Regions from separate parts of the Zea mays genome. Here regions 1 and 3 are each linked to region 2. The links are chromatin contacts, called in public Hi-C maps. All regions are on one chromosome and are shown on one strand. The core of a region is the stretch at or near the end of the contact, and the rest is flanking DNA. Distances in the headings are between cores, read along the strand shown. Region 1 holds the start of LOC100280644 (ribose-phosphate pyrophosphokinase 4). Region 2 holds the start of LOC100193340. Region 3 holds the start of LOC103627645 (3-hydroxy-3-methylglutaryl-coenzyme A reductase 1).

Region 1 (4,630 bases), core at 1,730-4,229, 230 kb after region 2:
TTTCTGGTGCTCACAATCATGCTGCTTTCATTCTACCGAAATCAGAGCACACTGTTAGTCATAAGTTTGTACCGCTTGGTTCTGGCTCTCAGCAGTTGCCAAGGATCACAGTAACTTCAGTGCGGTATTCTGCTGCATTGACTCCTTCAGCCTCAGCAGCGACTGTCTTTGTGTATCCCAGTGAGCCTAAATTCAACTTGGAAACTAGCCATTCAACATCCGATGAGGTCGTGAGTTGAGACCTAAGCAGCCTGAAGTCTCCCCTCTCCTGACACTTAGCTCGACCCGGGCTTCATGTGAGGTAAGGTATGCTACTGGAAAGACCACCAGCTTGACATTTCATGTTGATTGTTGAAGAAACGAATCAGATTCCTGTCGGCGAGAAGGTCGCTGTGCAAAAGTTTTGGCATTATATTTCGAGGTTTCGATTTTGTAGCGCTTCTCGATTAACCACATATGTGTAACTTATGATTACTTCATTGTTTTTGGTTCAATGGTGCAACATACACAGGAAGATAGGCTCTTGTAAATTACCATCCCACCAGTAAAGTGGGGGAACAAACCAGCCCCATGTCAGTTTTTACTCTTTGATGCTTGCCAACTCGTCAATTTGTCATGGTTGTCGTGTTTCTTTGAAGTCTGAACTTCTGCTATTTAAGTAGAGTCCTTAGGAGATCTACAACCCTATTTAATATAGGGTTTTTAGAAGATCAATTGAAAAAGGTATATTGTCTATTAACTGTATTTATGATCTAGAGCCTTAAAATTGCATCACAGTCTCTTAATTGTCACTTAGATTTGGAAAACCGAACCATCGTTTTAGGACTGTACATGCCCTTAATACACATGAGTCATGATGTTTCTCACTAGTCACTTTAGTAATGATGATTTGACGTATACAGGAAAATGAACTTTATGAGTAATGCCATGGCGTATCTATTCTGAGGCATGACGATGGTCGTATCTATTGAGGTATGGCGATGGTCTTAGGACATGTACAGTAGTACTGTAGATGATTTTAAGGTGTTTAAAGGGAGCATTTGTAAAAAAAAATGGAACAAGCAACAGACGCCTTACTTTATGAATTCGTCCAACAGACCTCCTGCTTGGGTTTTAAAAAAAGAAAAGGTATGCGTATGACGATGGCCGATGGCTGCGTGCTTCATGATGGCAGGGCCATGGAGGAGAACCCGTCTGCTCCGTAGCCGTGTTCAGCCGGCGGCGCTTTCCATGCCGATCCGTCTCGGTGTCGGCGTGTCGCATACGACCTATGCCCGTACGGTGTACGCGTAAAACCGGGAAATTCGCATTCTTCCCCCACACTGTTCGCGTCGCCGTATCTTCACATCGCAGGCCGCTTTGATTCTCTAGCGCGGCTGGGGACTGGGGTCTAGGGTTTAGGCTTCCAAAAAGAGTCAATTCCTTTGCGACCATTATAAAAGATCCAAATTCCATATGAACCACTGGAATTTCTACCGTTCGTTCCATGCCATTGTCCAAGATTTTTCATCCCGTTTAAACCACTGCCGTCCCATTTAGTGCTAACGGATGGTAACAGGATTACGAAAGGACCAGTGTGCCCCTGGTTTGGTCCGTGAAAAAGAAATTGGATCTTCCCTTTCTTGCCACAGGAGGCAGACCCTCTGCTCTGGTTTTGGCGCCAAACCTTGGTGCTAGAACCAATGCCCAGTATGGCATAAACAGTATTCAGATGTATGACATAAACAGTATCCACATGTATGGCATAAACAGTGTCCAGATGTATGGCAAAGTAATGCAAATTGAAAACACAAGTGGTTATACAGACCATACATCAATGTTTTGGCCATCCAGACCATAGCATCACAGTTTTGGTCATAGAATGCCACAGTTTTGGTCATATAGACCACAGCACTACATTAACACAATTCTAGTCAAGTAGACCCAAAAAATAGTACAAAAGACTACCTAGTTCCAATTAGACATTGAGCTTTCTTTTGCTTCTAGTTCCCATGGCAGGACTGCCACTGCAACTGGCTTTGCTTCTAGTTCCCATTGCAGGAGATCCGATGACTTCTGGCTCTCTCTTATTTTTCTTCCCATGTCCTGCCACCTCTTTTTTTGTTTCTTGATTCTCTTCCTTGTCTGCAACCTCCATTGATGGCATCATGATAGACAAAGGCATAGGGACTGACAATGCCAATGTTTGGTTGCACCCTTCACCTGACCTTTTCTCCTTGTACTATGGCACTCATGCAAATGTGGGTTCTTCTTCACCTGCACATAAAAACAGAGTCAAACACACTCAATCAGATGAACACAGAGCCCTGCCCCCGAGGCCTACCAGTTGCCGTGGCCCCAACCCCGAGCCCCCGCCGCCGCAGCTCCTGCCTCGAGCCCCCACCGCCGCGGCCGCGACCTCGAGCCCACAGGCCCCGATCCCCGGCGCCTCCCGCCTCCGCCCTCCGCCCCAACCGCTGGTCAGCTGAGGAAGACTGATGAGAGGCACACTTACCCATCTGGAAGCCATGAAGGCCAGTCGTCGGACCTCATCGGTGCCATGTCGCCCGCCAATCCGGACCTTGGTCCTCCACCATGATTCCCCATCCTCGCTTAACCCATCCTTGGTGCTGTGAATCTAGGGTTCGGCGGGGAGAACAGGGGGACACGAACGAGAGAAGAGCCTCACGGGAGAACTGGGAGCGGCGGCGGCCTGAACAACAAGGACTTGACTCAAGTCGCCAAGGGCAAAACGGACCTTCCTCGCTGCTGTTAACGTCCGTTACCACGAAAAGAGACGGCAGTGGTTTAAACGGGATAAAAAATCTTGGACAATGGCATGGGACGAACGGTAGAAATTCCAGTGGTTCATATGGAATTTGGATCTTTTATAATGGTTGCAAAGGAATTGACTCTTCCAAAAATCAAGCAAAGAAAATATTCGCAGTGTTGCGCACTTCGCGTCTCGATAAAGCCGACCGCCCGACCCCCAACTGTTCCGTCAAAGCAGAGTCTGCCCCTCCCCGCGCCGTTCTTTTTGGTTCCCCACTCCCCAGTCCCCGCCGCCGCCGAAACCCGCAGATGGAGGTCGTCGTCGCCGCGAAGCAGAAGGCGAAGAAACACATACACCTCTTCTACTGCTCAGAATGCGAGGAGCTCGCCCTCAAGATCGCCGCCAGCTCCGACGCCATCGAGCTCCAATCCATCAACTGGCGGTACGCCACCCTACCTTTTCTCTCCGCTTCCTCTTCCCGCCTCACCTATCTCGTGGAGCAAGCTGATTCCTCGAGTTATGTGATGCCGCACCACCAGGAGCTTCGACGACGGGTTCCCGAACCTGTTCATCAACAAGGCGCACGACATCCGTGGGCAGCACGTGGCGTTCCTGGCCTCCTTCAGCTCGCCGTCGGTCATATTCGAGCAGATCTCCGTCATCTTCGCGCTGCCCAAGCTATTCATTGCCTCATTCACTCTCGTGCTGCCTTTCTTCCCCACGGGCTCATTCGAGCGCGTTGAGGAGGAGGGCGATGTCGCCACCGCGTTCACCCTCGCGCGCATTCTCTCGATGATCCCCAAGTCGCGCGGCGGGCCTACCAGCGTCGTCATCTACGACATCCACGCGCTCCAGGAGAGGTTCTACTTCGGGGACGACGTCCTGCCATGCTTCGAGACAGGGATCCCGCTCCTGCTGCAGCGCCTCCGCCAGCTCCCGGACGCAGAAAATGTGCGTAGTGGCATACACTAATGTGCGAACAAACTTTTTTTTGAGGGATAAATTCTTACTGCAGTCCTGACCCATGGCATGTTGCGTGCAGATCACCATTGCCTTTCCAGATGACGGTGCGTGGAAGCGGTTCCACAAGCTGTTACAGCACTTTCCAATGGTCAGCGGTTGCCTTCTCTTGCTTGGATGTCATCTTTTGTTTGTTTCACATACCTTGTGTTGTCATGAATTACTCAGTTCTCTTGTCGTAGATTTCATTCATGTTGGTCTGTTTGATTGTATAGATAGTCTGTAACAAGGTTCGGGAAGGTGACAAGAGAATAGTTCGTATAAAGGAAGGACTACCTGAAGGCCGTCATGTTGTTATTGTTGATGATTTAGTGCAATCTGGGGGAACTCTTAGAGAATGCCAGGTATGATGGATGTGTTATTCTATTGCTTCTTCATGGTAGTTCTAGTAGATGGCAATGCTTACTTATCTACTTGTCTTAGCATTTATTCAGTCTGGAAGGAAATACGATATCGTATACTACAGCATGGAAGGAAGAAGGAAATACTATCTATCTCATACATTTGATACAGCAGCAGAGGGGCACATTGTCGTGCCATTCTGGGGGTTATACTCTTTAATGCACATAGGGTCTGACTGGTTGATTGCATAAGGTCCTAGACTCCTAGTGCAGGCTAGGCTAATCCAGCCTAACGTAATGCAACAACGTGGTGTTTGGTTTGGCCTGTATACCTGTCTTTGCACGTGCATAGATCATGTTTGGTAGCCCGCATTGCAAATTGGACTTCATACAGGGAAACATTTAGTGTTTGGTAGCCTGCACAACAAGTGTTTTGTGTACCACTTCATCCAGGGGCGGACCTAGCCCGAAATCCGAGTGGGGTCCGAAATACTGAGTGGGGGCCTAAATAGAGACC
Region 2 (4,452 bases), core at 490-2,989:
ATGAGTTTGCTGTTTTGGTTGTGGGCCTTGATAGCCTCATAGAGCCCCCAAACAACATTGTGGCCTCCTGGGGATTGTCTGCCACAGAAGACAATGCCAACCCTGCACTTGGAACAAAAGGGATTGGATCTTTGAGAGAGATGATATTTGCAACACAAAAATAATTTTCATGTACAGGAACATGAAAGATGTACCTGACCGCCTGGTGTTCAGATATGACCTTAGCATCAGGGACAACAGCTGTCTTCCTGAGAAAATGAGCAATAGGCTGCCCATAGGTATGAGGGAATGCATGGCTGATCACATGAGCACCTGCCGGGTCAGCTGCAATTGCAGCATCACCATACTCCACCCTGACAGTGGTGCCCTGAATTACATGCAATCAGTAAATACATTCCTACTTCCTAGTGTGTGAACTGAGCTAACTCTAACAGAAACACACAAGAAATCTGTTCTGGAAATCTATTGACAACTCTTCCTGTATAAGAACCAGTTAAGAAGTGCCCCAAGGCCCCAAACACAAGAAAAGACGCTAACTCTAACAGAAAGTCAGAAAACCACAATAAATTTGTTCTGGAAATCTATTGGAAGCTCTTCCCATCTAGGAACCAGTTAAAAAGTGGTGCCCCCAAGGACCCAAATACAAGAGAAGTCAATTTGACGCAGAAAATTATTGAGAGTAGCCATATAGACGAGTTCAAAAGTGATTCCAGACATGAGAAGAGTTCAAAAGTGATTCCAGACATGAGAAGAGTTCAAAAGTGATTCCAGACATGAAAGAGTTCAAAAGTGATTCGAGACATGAGAAGAGTTCAAAAGTGATTCCAGACATGAGAAGAGTTCAAAAGTGATTCCAGACATGAAAGAGTTCAAAAGTGATTCCAGACATGAGAAGGTCAATTTGATAGCGACTACCGAGTCCTAAGTTAGGATCCATGAGTACAGGAAGATGGTCCATCATCATTGCTGCAGAATAATTTCGTCAGTTAACTCCCAGTTGCAATTTGCTACCAGCCACTATAAAACAGATGAACCACGACAGCATAAAAAAACAAATCATCCCTCGAGTCAGATATGAAAACCGATCTAAAATACAGGACAGCACCGCGATCCAGATGTGACGTTCATCGCCAGCCACGTTCACTACAATCCAGATCCAGTCTCACCAGTCAGCGCAACTGATACTCAGATACGCACTGTGTCCTGATCCCGAATAAACAAATCGGGAGTACGTGAACGGTGAACCGTAAAAATCATCGCCGACGGAACAAACCGATCTGGCGGGAGGACAATGCGGGATCTGGCGCCGCATGACCTGAGAGATCGCAGATCTGTACCCGGAGGCGGGCAATGGCGCACGCGCGGAACGTAGCAGGAGTAACGAGGAGGTGCGTTGGCGGTGCGTACCTGGAGGCAGGGGGGCAGCTCGGGCTGGTAGAGCGTGCGCTTCTTCTGCACCTCCGAGAGCTCGCGAGGCACGCCGTAGTCAGAATCCATCGCCGGCGAGCGCTAATCCTCGTCGCCGGTCTAATTTCGATTGGTTTTAAGTTTTGATTGGTTTCCTGGTAGGTGTGAGAGTGGCGCCCGCCGCCCGCACTGTGATGTGAGAAATGTGGGTGCGGCGTGAGAGGCTTTTATACCAGAAGGGCGGAGGCGAGCGCTGCCTGCAACCCCTCGCTCACGCCATGAGCTCTCTCATTTCAAACTTCGAGTGTCAGCAAGAGTATCAGCTGACCGTATAAAATTTAGAAAATACTATACAAATTTATTGTTAGCTAGTTTATTTAGATAATGATTAGTAGAACTAACCTTAATAACTTTGTTGTCTGTGTTAGCCTTGACTCAACGTTATCGTACATATTATATTCCGCGGAAAGATGCTAAAGATCTTTTATGATCTTGCAACGGTGTAAACCTAAAGAGAGATAGACAACAACAATAAAAAAATAACTTTTTCTCTTAATATAAAAAATATAGGTTTATTATAGAGAGCCTCTTAATATGTGTTTGGTATTAACCTACATAACTTTTCATAGAAAAGATCAATTTGGGCTAAGACTCTGCGCAGTCTGGATGCACCGGACTGTCTGGTGGGGCACCGAACAGTGTTCGGCGGTGCGCCAAGCTGACTCTGGCGAAATGGCTGCTCTCGGGTTTCGTCGGCGGCGTACGGCTATAAATCACTGGACTGTCCGGTGGTGCACCAGACTGTCCGGTGAGCCAACAGTCGGCTGGGCCAACGGTCGGCCGCGTAATCCGTGCGCGACGCGTGGCAAAGCCAACGGTCAGAAGGGGGCACCGGACTGTCCGGTGTGCACCGGACAGTGTCCGGTGCGCCAACGGCTCTGAATCTCCAACGGTCGGCTTCGCCAAAGAAGGAAAGAAATCCGCACCGGACAGTGTCCGGTGGTGCACCGGACTGTCCGGTGCGCCAGGCGACAGAAGACAAGAATTGTCTTCCTGGAATGCTTTCAACGGCTCCTAGCTGCCTTGGGGCTATAAAAGAGACCCCTATGCGCATGGAGGAGAACACCAAGCATTCTCTAAGCATTCCTAAGCACCAAGACTCCAATTCCGTGCATTCGATTCTTTGTGATAGCAACTAGAGCTCCATTTGAGTAGATAACTCTTTGGGTTGTGTTGTGAGCTCGAGTTGTGACTTGTGTGCGTGTTTGTGCTCTGATTTTGTGTCTTGTGTGCGTTGCTCATCCCATCCTTACTCAGTGCTTCTTTGTGAACATCAAATTGTAAGGGCGAGAGGCTCCAAGTTGTGGAGATTTCTCGCAAGCGGGATATAGTAAACAAAGCAAAACATCGTGGTATTCAAGTGGGTCTTTGGACCGCTTGAGAGGGGTTGAGTGCAACCCTCGTCCGTTGGGACGCCACAACGTGGAGTAGGCAAGTGTTGGACTTGGTCGAACCACGGGATAAACCACTGTGCCTATCTGTGTTGATCTTCTTGTGGCTATTGCAAGAACTCCTCTCTAGCCACTTGGCTTTACTGTGCTAACTCCTAATCAAGTTTTGTGGATTAAGTTTCAAGTTTTTACAGGATCACCTATTCACCCCCCCCCCCTCTAGGTGCTCTCAGTACCCCCTGGCGGAAAGCAGTGTTCATGGATGCATCCGAGATACAGGGGATTGTCCCATGTACCTTGGTGAAGCGGGAAATGAACGCTCGGAGGGTCTCCTCGGATCCCTGTCTCACTGCGTGGAGGTGTGCCTCCACTCCGTGCCGCTGGTAAGCGCTGGCGAAGTTTGCCACGAACCGCGCACAGAGCTCTTCCCAGGAGTAGATGGATCCTGGGGCTTGGTTCATGAGCCAAGTCTGGGCTGGTCCAGACAGGGCTACATGGAATAGGTTGCCAATACGGCAGTGTCTCCACCCGCTGCCGTAATGGCAGTGACATAAACCTGCAGGAATTCTGACAGGTTTGTCGTACCATCGTATTTTTCTGGCAGATGTGGCCGAAACTTGGGCGGCCACGTTGTCGCGCGGAGGTGGTTCGCTAGGGCAGTGTAGCCTACTCCAGCCAACGGGATGCTGGTCTGGAATCGAGCATCCCCTGGGGCCCGTGGCACGACCGCAACGAAATCTTGCCCGAGGCCGCTGCAGCGCTCACGTGTCTTCTCCAAACAGATACAAGCATCTCTGCTCGCACGTCTGTTGTTGAGTTTATCCCGCAGGTCTCCTGGTCCCTCTAGAGGAACTTGCATGTCTCCTTCTACACGTCTGCGGTTGAGCTCCGTTCGTAGATCTCCCATCGGTGCAGTCCTCACCAAGGGCGTGCGCTCCGAGGCAGATGCTTCGTGCCGGCGCCAGGGCGACCGAGGCCTGGGCCTGATCGAGCCAGTGTGCGCCATGCCAAGGAGGCGGTCCACGTCATCGCGCCACTGCCTCATAGCCCCTGGCGAGGCCGTGGGGCTTGGCAAGTGGCGCAACAACTCTCTGGCCACAGAGAGTGCCCCGGCGGGGGTATCCCCTGACGGAGTCCGGGACACCCATCCTGGCGTGCGCCGTCGTGCGGGGCGCACGGCTGCAGCACCAAGCGTCGGATGGCTAGAGCTCTGTGGCGTAGAAGATGCAGCCTCCTCCTCCATGGAGAAGCCTTCAGAGGTCTCGCCACAATGCTCGGCGATACGGACCATGGTGTTGAACAGAAAATACAAGCAAAAACCTAATGTCTAGCCCCCTACCTGGCGCGCCAAATGTCGGAGAGCAAATCTCCGGCCGGGTGGCAGAGTGCACCCGCCCTAAATCCTGAGATGAGGAAGGGTTTGGCGTTTTGCTTGATCATTGCAATGAACGGGAAGAACTCAAGAACACACAAGGATTTAGAGTGGTTTGGGCCACCGGAGCATAATACCCTACTCCACTGTGAGATGTATTGCTTGTGAGCTTGTATGAGCTTGCGAGTCTAAGGTGTGATCTAAGATTGCGTATATGTGTAA
Region 3 (4,412 bases), core at 1,891-4,390, 160 kb before region 2:
ACAGAAGGGAAGAACCAAACCAGATAGGCTGATGAGATCCATGTCGGGGAAATCATTCTGCAAGTAGCCCAAGACATCCTCAACACCTTTTGACACCATATTCATTCCCATGGCATCTCCAGTACTACAAGTGAACCTCATGTAAAGGTTCCTACCTGCTAGTGCACACTGAATACCCTGAAGCTTCCCAAATCTGCTGGACCTGTGAACATGAAATAATTCGGATGTCACCTCTAACAGATAAAGCAAGTAGCATTGTCTATGAATTGTATTGATTTTATTATTAAGAAAACAATCACTGAGACATAAAATTGCTAAGATGCAATCCAAGTGTGCACAATTAAAGAAGAAACTAATCCTCTCATGTTTCTGAAAAAACTGACCAAGAAATGTGTCCCTCATACAAGCATGCATATGATACATGTCTAACTGGAAGTCTGGAATGAAAATTAGTATGATGAGGTATGCAATACTACTAACATGGGAATAACAGCAGCTAGGCTTCATAGTAAAACTAGTCTTCTAAAGGAAGTGCCAAATCAGCAAATGCCATATAGAACAACCGAGTTATCCAAACAGATTGTCTGCCAATCGCTACGCCCACAAATGATATTGTAACACCAAATCTCAAATGCATAGCTTGAATGATAAAAATGCCTGCAACTTTTTAATATCTTATCCTCAAAAAGGTGCAAACCAACAACGGATAGTTTCAGTATATAGTACTTTGAAAGAAAGAAAAAATGTGCCAATGTGACTAAGTTTGAAAAATTAAAGGAAAACGGTCAACATAGAGAAGTGGAGGCAACCATAATGGACTGATAAAAGTTTCAAAGTAGTGAAATAACATATTAGGCATAAAGCAAAGTGAGGAAGAACATTAATATTAATGAGAGGCATTATTAATTAAATGTGCAGTGATTTAGATGGTAGAACACATCATTCCTAATAAGCTGATTACTAAATGCTAATAGAAATGCCAGATTACCCGTGAATGCTTATGCATGCAACCAGTAGTAACGAAGAATACGTCGATAGGGTGTGCACATGACCATGATTTTGAAAAAAAATGAAACCTGAGAAAATAGACTCCATATTTTCTTACAAGAGAGAAACACAACATAATCATGCCTTAAATAGTGGACTGGTGTGAACCAAAAAAAAACCTAAAGCTTATCAAGCCTAGAAAACAACAGAACCAAAAGCTTCTAGTGAGATTAAAAAGCAAGTAAGCAGAAGTTCCGAACAATGCAATAGAACAAATGTTTAAAGCTTCTGTAACTTGCAGAAACCGACATTAATTTAGGTTTATGAAATCAAGAAACCAGCTACTAGGATCAACTGCCCTTCTTTCTAAGAACATATGCCGACAGTTACTAGGAAGTACGGAAACCATGTGACGATAAGCCCACATGCCATGAGTAAGATCGTAACCGACAAACCGTGACATTACTGGCGGTTTCAACAAACACAACAGGACAATTCAAGGGCAACACTTCATAAGTATAAATTGATACCATTTGCAAATATCCTGTGGTTGGATAAACGCAACACGACAATTCAAGGACAACATTTCAGAAAGCATAAACATGCATCATTCGCAAATGGCCAATAACAAAACCCGGGAAATAAGGAAACATAAGTACATAATGCCACTGATACTACAATAGGAGGTGATTGCTGTTGCCTCAGGCAGTGCATGTTGAAGTTAGGATAAGCTAATAAGCTGGGCAGTCCCTCCTATCATCATCACCCAAATAAGAAAAGGACACTTGGTTTGTGGGCAATCACCTGACCAATATATTAATACCATGTCATTCTAGCCGCCAACATCATGACAATAGTCAAACAGCACAAGGGATATTTAAAAGGTGCATCAAGGGAATGCATTTTTAACTACTATCAGTGTACCCCCGCACTGTCCTCTATAAGTAGTTAGTATTAGTTAAGCAGATTCATATCCCATTTTAAGTAAGCAAGCAATCTTCAGGTCGACAAATGGAAAAGGATGTTTACCTATTGAAGACAGCAGACAGAATCTCAAAATTGGTAATTGTCTCGACGAACGCCTTGAGCTCCGCTGCCCTCTTTATCGACGGCAACTTAACGACAGGCGCACGAGACATTGCATCCCGGAGCAGCACACTGACGGCGCCCCCAGACGCCGCGATGGCTCTGCAGCCGCGGTTGACGCTAGCCACGAGACATCCCTCGGTTGTAGCCATGGGAACATGGTACTGTTTCCCATCCAGGAGCAGCGGCCCGGCGACCCCGACCGGCAACTGCACGTACCCGATGGGCATCTCGCAGCATTGCCCCAGGATAGCCTGGTAGTCCATCCCGTCGAGCGGGAGCCCGTCGACGCCCCGCCCCGTCATCCGCCGTAGCGCCTCCCGCCGCAGACTGGCCGCGCGGCGGCAGTCTCCGAGGCGCGACTCGAGGTGGTGCGACGGCAGCGCCCCGGACACCACGGCGGCAACGATCTCCTCGTCCCCGCCATGCAATGTCTCCGGCGCGTCGGCGGCGCGCGTTTGGTCGGGGGAGCCGGCGCCCTGGTCGCGGCGGGCGGGGGTCTCGGGGTCCGCAGACGGGATGCCGGTGCCGCAAAGGCTGAAGAGGTACACGATGGAGGCCAGCTGGCAGACCACGGTGACGAACTCGCGGCCGCCGAGCGAGAACCGGAGCCGGCGGTCCCTGTCGCTGCAGAGGCGGAGCAGGTCGCAGGAGGAGAGCACGAGCGAGATCATCGCAAGGGCGTTTGTGATCCACGCCGGGATGGGCAGCGACAGCGAGCCCCCCGCGCCGAGCGCCCTCAGCGCCGCCGCGATGCGGCCTCCGAGCCGGCGCACGTCCATCCACCGCCGCTCGGGCCTCGGGCTTAACCGGCCACGGGCCACCGTCAGGGGGTTACGAGCGGAGAGCGAGAACCGGGGGCGCGTGCGACGATTGTGTGTCGTGCCGTGCGTGCTGCCGGTGCTGCGGGAGAGTGCGTAGCATGCCGGACCGGCGCTGTGCGGCCTGCTGGGGGTTCGATTCGTTGATCGGACGGACGCGGAGTGGCCGCGGGGTTTCTCGCACTGGTGTGCACGGAATCCGCAAGGCCGCAGCGTCGGAAGAGGCGGACACGGGCGGTCTGGACATGTTCCACTTTAAAACGGGGCTGTTTCGGTGTTGGAGTAGATTCAGTGACGGAGCCTAAACTTTTTCTAACAGAGGCTAAGAATGTGTTTAATTTGAGGTCAAAATAGAACGAGGCAGGAGCGACATCGTTTCCTCGATTTTTTGGATTGCACCGCCACCAAAAACTAATCCGGGGTTTATTTCGTCTCTACGTGACTCTCAGGGTCTGTTTGGTTGGACTGTGTGGCTGTAAAAAAAGTTGTTGTGAGCTGTAGAAAAAGCTGTTGTTGACTGTAAGTTGTTAAAAAGCTAAAAAAACGTTTGGTGAAAACCACTAAAAGCCGTTAAAAGTTCTTCGATATATGTTTCACAGTTCCATCCGAAAGCCACTGAAAGCAGGTCCAGGATGCTTTCAGTTTTGCACTGCGAGAAAGTCGGCTTTTAGAAAAAAACCGCTCCCTGCATCAACCCTTTGGTTTGACTTTTGGCTTTTAGGGGGCAAAAGCCAAAGCCAAAAGCCAAACCAAACACATCATCAACCAAACACTATTGAAATGGTGGCCGCCTCCTTTCATCCCTCCATGTGCATCCAACCAAACACAACCTAAATCAAACTAGTATAACGGTATAATTTTACTAAATCACTCACAGATATATGTAATAGTTTAAAGTAGTATTATATTCCATCAAAACAGTATTATATTAAAACATGATGAGCAGTAAAAACCACAAAATTACATGATAAGATTATATTATATGCTTATACTATATACGTTTTAAATTTTAGTATTAATTTTAGTGAGTAGATTGATGTGGATAAATGTATATTTTAAGTATGTGTTTGTGTGTACATAGCTATATAAAATATTTTTTAACTGTAAATAACATTGTTTGTAGAGTGAAGTTTAAACAATAAGATAGAATATTGATGAAGATAGCCTTAAATTTTGTTTATCTGTATCTTGAACGAAAAAGATTGGAAGGGTATTAAATCTCATTGTAATTTAACGCGACTCGCATGTTGGCAAACGAGCGGACAGGGGCCGGACACGGTGCCCGCGCCGCCGCCTCGGCGAGCCCACTGTTTCAGCGTTTCCTTTCTTTCCTTGCAAGCTAGAGGACGGAGAGGTTTGGTCAGACTTTCCGTTTCACTTCCGCCGCTTGCCGCCGTGACGATGGATTTGTGTACGAAGGCGTCTGCCGACGTCCAGGGTGCGGCGATCATGACACCTGTTGGTGAGCCGTCTGAAGCGCTAAACGCATGACTGAATTGTTCCCAACGTAAGCTAGTG

Evidence for each region. A called contact is a pair of places that touch in the nucleus more often than the background predicts.
Region 1: a Hi-C map of leaf shows a contact between it and region 2, with 4 times the contacts expected there. The contact joins the promoter of LOC100280644 here to the promoter of LOC100193340 in region 2. A contact is called at or near these places in 2 of 25 Hi-C or Micro-C datasets (leaf and tassel).
Region 3: a contact with region 2 is called in a Hi-C map of ear, with 2.2 times the contacts expected there. The contact joins the promoter of LOC103627645 here to the promoter of LOC100193340 in region 2. A contact is called at or near these places in 3 of 25 Hi-C or Micro-C datasets (ear, leaf and tassel).

What each region holds. Positions count from the first base shown.
Region 1 is chr5:210,856,957-210,861,586 of Zm-B73-REFERENCE-NAM-5.0, forward strand. LOC100280644 (ribose-phosphate pyrophosphokinase 4) reads left to right here and starts at 2,980. Exons shown (of 6, transcript NM_001153562.2): 1 at 2,980-3,194; 2 at 3,292-3,703; 3 at 3,795-3,863; 4 at 3,988-4,116. The coding sequence starts at 3,061.
Region 2 is chr5:210,630,422-210,634,873 of Zm-B73-REFERENCE-NAM-5.0, forward strand. It overlaps LOC100193340, which reads right to left and starts at 1,740. Exons shown (of 18, transcript NM_001138475.2): 1 at 1,408-1,740; 2 at 195-367; 3 at 1-102. The coding sequence starts at 1,497.
Region 3 is chr5:210,470,931-210,475,342 of Zm-B73-REFERENCE-NAM-5.0, forward strand. LOC103627645 (3-hydroxy-3-methylglutaryl-coenzyme A reductase 1) reads right to left here and starts at 3,141. Exons shown (of 4, transcript XM_008647942.4): 1 at 2,017-3,141; 2 at 21-202. The coding sequence starts at 2,855.